3 separate regions of the Sus scrofa genome follow, and all the other regions are linked to region 1. The links are chromatin contacts, called in public Hi-C maps. All regions are on one chromosome and are shown on one strand. Each heading gives the region's core, a stretch centred on a gene start, on an enhancer-like site or on the middle of the called end of the contact. The rest is flanking DNA. Distances are from core to core; before and after follow the strand shown.

Region 1 (3,449 bases), core at 468-2,967:
CTGACATTGGCCAGGACCCTGCTTGTCCCAGCAAACCCACTCCCAGGCTTTCAGCTCCTCCCTCAGAACTTTCCCCAGGTCACTCCCTGCCCTGTGACCTCAGAGAGCCCATCAGCCAGCACCACAGGCCCCTCTGCAACTTGGGGGCACCCCAGCCCTGGCCCCCACCCTGGCTCCCGCATCACCCTCTCGCTGGATGTCCCTCTCGGCCTCCTGCAGATCTTACTGGAGCAGGCCCGGGCCAGGGCTGTGAGGGAGCAGGCTGCTGCCAACGCCCGCATCCTGGCCCATGTCGGTCGCCGCTGAGCCTGAGGGAGGGGCTCACAATGCTGGAGCCACCCGAGATGGGGAGTCCCGGAGCGGCAGAGCTGGATGGTACTATATCTGGGCATGGTGCATCTGGACTCCACCACATGGGGTCACTGCCATGTGGTGTCATATCACCTAAAGTGCTTCACAGAGTCGCAGTGTGTCTGGACAGCCTGGATGTTGCCATGTCAGGTCACCAAGTGGAGCCTTGCCCTTCCTAGGAGCCCCACAGACTTACAGTATGTCTGGACAGCCTGGACACTATCATGGAAGGTTACTATCACATGGTCTCGTCACATCTGGGTTCCACAGTCACAGAGCATCTGGACAACATCACTTGTGGTCACTGACATATCTCTTTCAAGAACCTCAACACAAGAGTCTATGGCTGCATTGGAGACCAGCTTGCCCAAGACTAGACCCGCGGGTCTTCCCTGCCCCTCACTGGTCACCACACAGAGAAGTGCTGGTGGAGGGTCACAAGCATGTTTTTGTGCCCAATGAGGCAGCACCCACTCCAGACAAGTGGGGCCATCAGGGGTATCTCTAAGCATGGATTGATGGTCGTATGTGTGAGGTCTGTGGCTGTGGCAGCCTTGCTTTGTGTGTGGGAGCATATGTGTGTATGTGTGAGCAAGGTGAGGGCGTGTGAGGGGGCTGGGAGGAACAGGTGCTTGTCCTTCAAACCTTCATGAAGCATGCTCAACACATAGACAGGCACTGTCTTACCACACCCCTGCATACCCAGCCTCCACCCCGACACACAGGGCTAAAGGAGAAGGAGCTCAGGCTGCTGGGACTCCTGACCCAACTGCCCCTTCTTTGTCGAATGGGCAAACACACTCACCTTTCCAAGCCTTGGTTTTCTCCTCTGTAAAGCATAGTAATGCCACCAGGTGTCTTGTGAGCACTGAGTGATGCAGTCTGACATGCAGAGAGAGCTCAATAAATGCAGAGACCAGAGAATGGGAGAGAGAAGAATCACCAGGCAGTGACACACAAGGGTGGAGTCATAGCTGGCTACGCTGCCCCTCTGCCCACTCCCCCCACCCCAATTTCACTGACCCGTCCCTTGGTGTGGAAAGGGTGGGTTTTGGCTGATCTCACAATCCCAACTCTATTGCTGGGCTGGAGATGGGACTGACCTGGAGAGTGCAGACAGGCTTGCCTGCAGATGGGGCAGATAGTCTGGGTAGTGTAGACAACTCCAGCTGGAGCAGAGGGCAGACACCCGGCTCTGGCTGGAGAGGTACTACTGTCGGAAGTGAGGCTGCCTGGCCGGGGCACTGACGAGATCTCAGTTTGTAAGCAGCCCGGGGGGGTGGGGTGGAGGCGGGGCCCAAGGAGGGGTTGGAGAGGCGGGGCCAGCGGGCAGGCTGCCTCTCCGGAGCCTGGGGGGCGGGGCTGCCCGACTCCAAGCCGCAGGGGGCGGTGGCCCAGGCCAGTTCAGTTGCAGGATGAACCGAGGCACGGAAGGAGGCAACTCCCTGACAGGACTCGGGTCAAGGAGCAGCAGGCGGGGTAGGCTCGGAGCCCGGTGGAGAGGGTGGGAGGACTGGGAAAAGACCCGGGCGGTGTGAGGGTGGTGCTAGAAAGGGTGTGAGAGTGTTGGGGGTCTCTCCAGGAATAGGGGTGCTCTGAGGGAGTATCAATCTCTTGGTGGCATGGAGGAGTGGGAACACTGTTGCCTTACAGGGGAGAGGGAGCTGGGCCAAGTGGGGGGACTATAAATAGCTTCTTCCTCCAGCCTAGGGAGAGGGCCAGCCAGCTGGAGCTGCCTGGGGGCCTCCTCCTCTGCCCTTTGCTGGCCTCCAAGTGGTCATGTTTGTCCAGGTCTTCCCTCCGGGGTCATGCCAGTCTGGGGAGCTCCAGAGGCCCATTTGGGAAGCTTTTTATATGATGTGACTGTAGCCCTTAAACCAGCATTTCTAGAGCACCTACTGTGTGCCTTGTGTGGGTCCTGAGCTGCCCTAAACACCTACTGTGTGCTCTGTTCCAGTCATGAACCTCTCTGAACCCTTACTGTGGGCCCTGGCTGGTCCTGAGTCACCCCGAGCCCCTACTGTGTGTCCAGTGTCTGGCTGAAATCAACAAGCGTAGATCAGGGTCCACGGGCTGCTTGGTCACCCCCAAGTTGGAACCTCACACCCTGTGTGAGCTCTGAACACAGGGAGACTCAGGAAGATCCTTGGCTAGAGATGGCCAGAGGAAGCTGGGACTCCTGGAAACTCCCCAACCTCTGGTGGCAGTACAGGGAGAGGGGAGGAGGGGAATAAAGGGAAAGGGAGGCAGCAGAGAGCAGCAGGCCTCACGCAGTTGGCCCCGGGTGTAGGGCTTGTTAGTGTGTATGTGCACTCGTGGCTGTGTGCACACTGTGCTTTCATGCACTGGTGTGTGGGTCTGTGTGGTGTGCACTGAGGTCCCTGGGCCTAAGTGCTGCAAAGGGTGGTTTGGCGGTTTGGCCAGGATGGGCCAGCAGATACAGGGACTGGGAAGAGTTTGAGCATAGAGGACTGAGGATTGAGGACTCTGGCCACCCTAGTCCTAGGACACTGGGAAAAGGACCAGTGGTCAGTGCAGAGGGCACCACAGGAGCCCTCCAGGGCCAGGCCAGGTGTGTTCTCAGCAGGGAAGAGCTGAGCAGGATGTGTTCACACAGCGGCACACACTGACATCCCAGCACGTTTCCCACCCCTGGGTCAGGAGGGCTGGCTCACTCTGGGATGGCCCCAAGGAGGGAAAAGCCACAGGGGCCAGTTATTCCAGTGGACGTCTATCGACGCTGAGGGAGCAGAAAGCCAGGAGAGCATTTCAATGGAGCAAACATGTAGGAATGCGGGTGTGGAGGTGGGATGTGTGGTTATAGTCCAAGGTGTGGGAGGTGAGGTTTTGAGAGGCTGGGAGTTGAACTGAGTCTATCCTGCCCTGTGGGCTAGCAGCTCTGTGACGGCTTTCCCCCTTCCTCAGTTTCCTACCTGGGAAATGGGGCCGTGGGAGGGGCGATGGCCCCCAGAGCAGATACAGACCCTGGCCTTGAAGAGAGGCCCCAGGATTCTCCTGCTGTTGACTTGTGGCCTCTCACTGGATACAGAGATTTGGGAAGGTATGTCTGGGTCATTCCAGGGTCAGAGTGTTTGGGG
Region 2 (3,449 bases), core at 368-2,867, 120 kb after region 1:
AGTATGGGGGAGTTGTGGAGCATAAGGTTAGAGAATGAAGTGGAGGACCGGAGTGCCAGATAGGCACCTGGGGTCTTTGATGTTTGGAAGCCACGAGGGAACTGGTGCAGACAAGGTGCTGAGCGCCTGGACCCAGGTGCAGGAAGAGATGGTGGAGGAAAGGGAGCAACCTGAGGAGTTGGGGAGGAAGAATTTGGAAGGTGGAGTTGGAAATAGGAGAGTGAAGGCAGGCTCTGGATGGGTAGCAGGTGGGAAGAGGGTGCTGGTGGTTTAGCTCTTTTGACAATAGCCAGTGCAGATGACCTGAACTTTCTGGTTGAGGCTTCCCCAGCCTGTGCAGGATATGGGGTCTTCCAGGGAGGTCTGTATATGAAAAAATTTGCCTTCCAGGAGGCTGTCTCCATGGCCTCCAGCCAGAGTCCTTCAAAAGTCTTAAAAAGATGGGCTAGGTCCTGGCTCCTGAGTTTGCAGTGGGCAGGGTGGGGTGTGAAGGGCCTGGCATAGGGCACACCTGGGCCTCAGGAGAGAACCCAGATGTTCCTCCCTCCGAAGGCCCGGATATTTGCTGGTGAGGGAGTTCAGACTTGCCCAAGGCTTCTCACCTTGGGGTGGGTCCAGGTACAAGTCTGGGAGGAAAGGAAAGAAATGTGCCCTTACATGTGCACTTTTGCAGCGGTGCGCCCTCCTCTAACAGCCGGCCTAGGTGTGGTAGCACCTCCACTTGGCGGTGAGCAAATAGGCGTGTGTGTTTGGGGGGCAGGGGTCAGATTACTTGGCTTAGTGATAGCGCAAACCCAGGCCCAACCCCAAAGACTGCGCGCTCTTCCCGCACAGCCAGAGGTGGGGGCGGGAGGGAAAGGTTGGCTGTTTGGGAGTCCTGGGAGTGGGCAAGACCTGGTGCGGTGGGGAAAAACAAGTCACCTAGGAGTTCAGGTAAAGAAAATTGGAGGCGGACAACCACAGGAGCCAGGTATTGGAGGAGAAAGAGGGAGCTCCGGGCGCCGCAGCGCAGGGGTGGTGATTTGTTAACCGGCGGGCCAGAGGAGAGGCGTGGGACTCACCCGGCGCCCAGGCAGGTAGAGCTGGAGCGCTGAACCACCGCACCTGAGGGTTCAGAGCGGGACCCCCCAGTCCGGCCCCTCCCACCCCGGAGGGCTCCCGATTTCGGTTCCAGTGCCCCTCTCAGGTGAGGCCCGGCGGGAGCGGAGCCGGGCGGGGCGTGGCTGGCCGCCCTCTGGGCTCTGCTCCTCACCCTCCTCCCACCGCCCTCCACGTTGCCCTGGCTACCGTCGCGGTGCAGCCAGCCACCCCCTAACCCCCGCGACGGAGGGGGTCGAGTCCTCCGCCCTGGGCAAGTGCGAAGACTGATGGACTGGAATGCGGGGTCCCGGGCCGCTTGCGACCGCGCGCCCCGCTCTCCTGGCTGCTTCCGGCCTGGCTTGGGCGGCGGGCGGGGGGAGGGCGGCCGGGCGGGCGAAGGGGGGGAAGGAGCGGAGCCGGGCCCGGCCGACGCGGCTTTGTCTCCTTTGTTCCCGGCCGTGGCAGAGCCGCAGCGGGAGGGGCGGGCGGCGGGCGCAGTTTTCTGCCCCTCGGTCTCCGGGTAACAGCTGCGGCTTCGCCAGACCCACCTCCGGGGGGCGGGCGAGGGGGGGCCGCAGACGCTACCCTGCGCAGATCCCTAGTCGGGAGTGGCCGGCGCCCGCCTCGGCGTGGCGTGCTCGTTCCGCTGGGCCTGGCCGGGTGGTGAGTGTGGGGCCCCAGGGCCGGGGTGGTGGGGCTGGGGCGAGGCAGCGCGCCCTTGGGATAGAAGGACCTTGGTTGGGCCTCCATGCTGCTGGCCCCGGGCAGCCCAGGTGAGTGGTGGGCGCTTCGGTCCTGAGAGTTGGGACCACACTTCTCTGTGCGAAGGGAAACTCTGGCGGCTCCGCCTGTAACGCGATTGGGAGACAGAGGAGGTGGAGCTGCTCCTCCGCGCCCCCTCCTCGCTGCCGCCGCCGCTGCCTCAGCTAGGGACCGGCCGGCCTCTTCCCCGCCCTCCCAGGACCACTGGTGGGGTCCTTGCCCCGGCTGGGGAGGAGGGAGGAGGGTCAGGGAAGAGTCGATGGGAAGGTCGAGGCTTCCCCCCTGTAGTAACAGCCCTTCCAGGCTGTGCTGGGCGGGACTGACAAAAGGCAGACTGTGCTTTCCCCTGCCACGCACCCCCAGGGGGCGTCCCCCCTCCCCCACCCTAGACGCAGGTGATGGGTGATTGATCACTCGAGTCCTCACTGGTGCCCGGTAAATGGTGGACAAACCCCGCTCCCCCCACTTCAACACAGACAACAGGGCAAGCGCTGCACTCCTGTGCTGTCAATGAGTAACTTTTAGATGGACCCTGGGAATGGAGTGGGAGGGCAGAAGGGAAAGGCCAGTGTCCTAGACTCCCTGCCACTGGGTAAATGAGAGCTGGGCTGTGAACCCTCTCTCTCTGTGTGAAGGGCAGTCTAAACCCCTTCAGTTGGTGAGGACAGCCCCGGCAGAGCCAAGAGAGGTGCTTGCTCTTTGCAGATGAAGTGAGGCAGCCTTGAGGCGTGCTGAAGCCTTCCAGAGGAAGTTGGGCCCAGAAGAACCAGGCTTTGGCTATAACTCTAGCTGCGACTTGAGATCTGGAGAGTGGGCAAGTGATCCTAGCTATGCAAGTAGGGAACTTGAGGCCTGACTTCCAAACCAGCCTTTTCAGTCTGCTCTGGCCTGGTCCTTATTAAATGTGGGGCTGACACCTTGTCCTTTGAGAAGCCAGGTGGCTTGGAGAGGGTTGCGGGCCCCATATCTCCCCTCCTGGCTGGGTTTTCTTGGCTTCCTTTCAAAATGCAAGGAGTACCTGTTCTTTGCGAACGTCTGTCCTGATTACTCAGGCCTCTGAATCAAAAGTCACATTCTCTGGAGTTCCCGTTGTGGCTCAGTGGTTAACAAACCCAGTTAGTATCCATGAAGACGCAGGTTCAATCCCTAGCCTTGCTCAGTGGGCTGAGGATCTGGCATTGTTGTGAGCTGTGGTGTAGGTCACAGACGAGGCTCAGATCCCTAGTTGCTGTGGCTGTGGCTGATTTGACCCCTATCCTGGGAACCTCCATATGCTACGGGTGTGACCCTAAAAAGACAAAAAAAAAAAAAGTAAAAAAGTCACTTTCTCTGCCTTCAAGGAGCTTGAAGTCCAGAGTGGGAGCATGGATCAGGGAAAAGAGTGGCCTCGGTTGGTGTACTCATGCCAGGCACATGCCATATCACATTTAATGGTCAGAGAAAGTCCTCTAGATGGGAAATCTGAGGCTCAGAGAGCCCAAGGCAGAGCTGCAGTACATACCGGGGTGGTGGCTGGGGGTGTCCATCCCACAGACCACACACAGTGGGCTCCTCGGGCTTCTTTGGAAGGTGCTATTTGAGCACTAAAGTTACTGGGACAGAGAGGG
Region 3 (3,449 bases), core at 634-3,133, 71 kb before region 1:
GGGAGCAAAGGGAACAGAAACAAGGGAATCAAAGACTCAGAATGTAGGTGCCACTGCCTCCCATGTTTACAGGAGCCTCCCTGGCCCTCGGCACCCGGGCTGCAAGAAGTGACTCAGTAACATCCCTCCTTTATTCCCTAGTAAAGGGAAAAATGACTGTTAGGACTCTGTTCACAAACTCTCACTTTTATTACTTTGATGTCCAGAATTGGGGATTTTAAATTTTGTTACTTTGTTTACACATCAAGATTTAAAAAATTTTTCAACTTTGTTTACAATTTCAGACTTTGAACTTTTGTACTTTGTTTACAGTTGAGAATGTTTTTTTCCCTTTGTTTACAAGAGAAAGGTAGAGAAAGTGGGAGAGGGGCTTGAAGGATCCACCTGTGAGGACCTTGAACCTGGCCATCTTGAGGGGTTTCTAACCCCTAGCCCTCCCAGGCCAGAGGTCAGCCCTGAGTCCCCTGTTGAACAGCAAGCCCAGAAAGCCCCCAGAGTAGGCATCCCTTTACCACTGGGAACAGTGGTGGCGCAGGGTTGTGGAGGGTACATGCAGACCCCTCCCTCCTTCACTCATACTCTTGGGAGGCAGTCTCCAAGGAGATTAAAAGTTCTGCTTTACTGACTGGTGCCAAATCCCGCCAGCCAGGACTCCAGCTCTCCTTACCCAGAGTGACCTCAGCCCATGAAGGGTTGAGGAGCCTGCTGTGGGGAGAGTGGATTGTCCTTGCTATGTCCTAGGTTCTATAGAGGCCCCTCTCTGTCTGGGGGTCCCCCCTCCAGCCCAGTGGCTCCTTTTCCTGTCTGTGTAAATTGTTCCGTGAAGCCGCGCTCTGTTTTGGGAATAAACTTCTATAGAAAATGGTTATTGCCTCTTTCTGTTTGGGGGTGGGGTGGGTAGCAGGATGACTATGATTCAGACCAGGCTGACCTTTGGGAGAAATCTGAGCACTGCCCCCCCCCCCACTTCCCCAAGGCTATTTGGCTATTTTTAGCTCATTTCATCTGAAGATTTGGACCAGATTCCTAACGCTTTCATCCCATATTCTATCTGGTCGCCTTGAGGTTGGGCCTGAAGTTTGAGTGCGGGTGCTGAGAATAAGGCCTTCTCAAGGCAGCAACTTGACGGCTTCCTAAGTCTGCAGGGCCTGCAGCCCTGATCTGGCATTTGCCCTAGCCCTCAAAAGAACCCTAGGAACTGCCCTCAGTCCATTGACAGTATTGACTCCTGTCACCCTTCAGACTTGAAGCTGCCAGGACATCGCGTTCCTCCAGAAATCAAGCAGAAGCCTTCAGGCCTGATTCCCGGTCTGAGCTTTGTGCCGGGGAGGGGAACCTCGCAGCCTTTCAGGTCCGCGTGTCCAGAGTTAAAGGGAGGCCTTTTGAGCCCCTTCCGTGTCAGAGACATGCCATGCCCCGTGGACCTGAATAACTCAAGGAGAACTAAGGCTCCTAGACGTCCCAGCCGCGCCCCTAGACGTCCTGCGAGGACACTGGGCAAGAAGCCAGGACCTGGTATTAGTCCCGTCCCACTCTGGGACCTAGGGCCGCAGGTACCGGGCCAGCTCGGATCCTTAGTCCCTGTCCTTTAGTTAACTACAGCTCAGGGAGACAAGCTAGGCGAGCCACGAGGGGGAGCGCAAACCAAGGCGCTCGGGAAGGAAGGGGTTAAATCTCCCTCCTTCTGCTTCTCAGCGCCGCGACCTTGTCCCTTAGGCCCCGCCCCGGCACGCTGACTGGCCCAAGCCTTCCCCGTCCCGCCTGAGGATTGGCTGCTGGGAGCGCGCCCCAGGCCTTGCCTCCGTCCCGGCCCCGCCTTTTGGGCCGTAGCGGCCTCTTGCCGGAGACCTAGGAGCTGCTGCATCTCCGCCGCCCACCCGCAATGGGGCTGTCAGAAGCGCCTGGGTGAGTGAGTACAGGGCACGGCCCCTGTTCCCGGTGTCCGAGTCCGCGAGGTGTCCGGTGTCCGAGGCGCGGACCACCCCTAGGCCCCCGAGCAGGCGCCCCGCTTGGGTTAGCTCTGAAGGGATCGCCGAGTCCCTAGCAGGCACTTCCCGCCTGACGCGCCTCGGTTTACTGTTTTGGCGATTTTCTGCAGACACCTGCCCAACCATAGCGAGGGATGGGGTGGGAACCGGTGCGGCCCCAACCCCTACGGGCAGTGCGGAAAGCCCCTCTAGCGTTGTCCAGGGGCTAGCTGGCTGCCACCAGGAGGCAGCTGCGTGTGGAGGAGTACCGGCCTAGGAGGTGCTCCGGGGCGGCACGTTGGGCCCGGGACGTGGCTACAAGAATGCCCATAGCGGGGACCTGAGTCCAGTGATGCAACTGGTCGGGGAATGAGCACTCTGGCCCTTCTGGTTGCAGGGCCCTCCCAGAGGGAGGGGCCAAGTATCTAGGCCCGGTCCTCCAAGCACCGGTGCGGGGGGGGGGGGGCAAGGGGGCTGGTGGTGGCGGGGGCAGGAGCCCTTTAAGACCTCGAGTGACTCACGGAGGAGGGGCGAGGGGGCTCAAAGATCTCTGTGAGACGGGCGCGACTCGCCAAGAGTCTGAGGATCGTGCTCTCACCCACTCCACCACTCCTTCCTCTAGCCGGGACATCAGGTTAGAGTTCTTTCCCGGTGAGTTTCTGCCCCTCGGGTGGGAAGCTCACCCTAGGTAAGAGCTTCTCTCAGATCAGAACTTTCCTCAGGGGTGAAGGCTTTCCCAGTAGGGCAGAGCCTCCCTCTGGGTAAGATTCTTCCCGCCCCCGGAGATCCCTTCCCAGGTGAGAGCTTTCTCCCATTATGTGTAGGAGCTTCCTCAAGATCAGATCTTCCCTTAGGTGAGAATACCTTCCAGATTAGAACTTTTTTGGCAGGTGAGAACTTTCCCCCAGGTAAGCGCTCCCCCTCTAAGAGCTCTTATTGCCAGACCACAACTATTTCTGGGACAGCTTCCTCCCAGGTGAGAACTCCCTCCCCCCAAATCTCCTATTCCCCAGTGAGATCCTTCCCCTTATTCAGGTGGTTGCCACTGGGCAGATCAGAGGTTCTGCCCAGTACAAAACTTACCTAGGCTGGTGAAAAATTTTCCTCTTAGATGAAAGTTTCCCTTAGGTGAGACTGTCCCCCCTTCTGATGGGAGCTTCCCTTTCCAGGTGGGAACATGTCCCTCCAGGTGAGAGGCATCCCCCGGCTTTCCCAGATTAGGCCTGAGCTGGAGGCCCAAGGGCTATCTTAGCCCCAACACTTTCCTTCTCTTAGAGCCTCCTCCTGTGAATAGAGGCTTGCCTGGTTTGCTGGATTCCTTTCTTGCTCTCAGACAGCATGCACTGGGCTCGTGGGGGAGCTGGATAAGGACACAGTCTGGACTGGGATTGGCTGGGGAAGAGCCCAGGCTAGGGGGAGGGGGCTGGGAGGGGCAGTCAGCCTAGAACCTAGATTGGTGAACACTCAGGGCTGGGCAGCCAC

The links. Hi-C and Micro-C count contacts between places; a contact is called where the count stands out from the background.
Region 2: a Hi-C map of liver shows a contact between it and region 1, with 4 times the contacts expected there. The contact joins the promoter of PLXNB1 here to the promoter of PFKFB4 in region 1. A contact is called at or near these places in 2 of 5 promoter capture datasets (fetal skeletal muscle and liver), 3 of 47 Hi-C or Micro-C datasets (embryonic fibroblasts, heart right ventricle and liver) and 2 of 2 datasets of contacts at active chromatin or transcription factors (alveolar macrophages and skeletal muscle).
Region 3: a Hi-C map of skeletal muscle shows a contact between it and region 1, with 4 times the contacts expected there. The contact joins the promoter of SLC26A6 here to the promoter of PFKFB4 in region 1. A contact is called at or near these places in 4 of 47 Hi-C or Micro-C datasets (blood, liver and skeletal muscle) and 1 of 2 datasets of contacts at active chromatin or transcription factors (alveolar macrophages).

What each region holds. Positions count from the first base shown.
Region 1 is chr13:31,258,053-31,261,501 of Sscrofa11.1, reverse strand. It overlaps PFKFB4 (6-phosphofructo-2-kinase/fructose-2,6-bisphosphatase 4), which reads left to right and starts at 1,717. Exons shown (of 14, transcript XM_005669518.3): 1 at 1,717-1,830. The coding sequence starts at 1,767. It overlaps UCN2 (urocortin-2), which reads left to right. Exons shown (of 1, transcript XM_021070636.1): 1 at 1-306. The coding sequence ends at 306.
Region 2 is chr13:31,138,301-31,141,749 of Sscrofa11.1, reverse strand. It overlaps PLXNB1 (plexin-B1), which reads left to right and starts at 1,617. Exons shown (of 39, transcript XM_021070624.1): 1 at 1,617-1,743.
Region 3 is chr13:31,328,979-31,332,427 of Sscrofa11.1, reverse strand. It overlaps SLC26A6 (solute carrier family 26 member 6), which reads left to right and starts at 1,883. Exons shown (of 21, transcript NM_001012298.2): 1 at 1,883-1,905. The coding sequence starts at 1,883. It overlaps CELSR3 (cadherin EGF LAG seven-pass G-type receptor 3), which reads left to right. Exons shown (of 36, transcript XM_021070639.1): 36 at 1-865.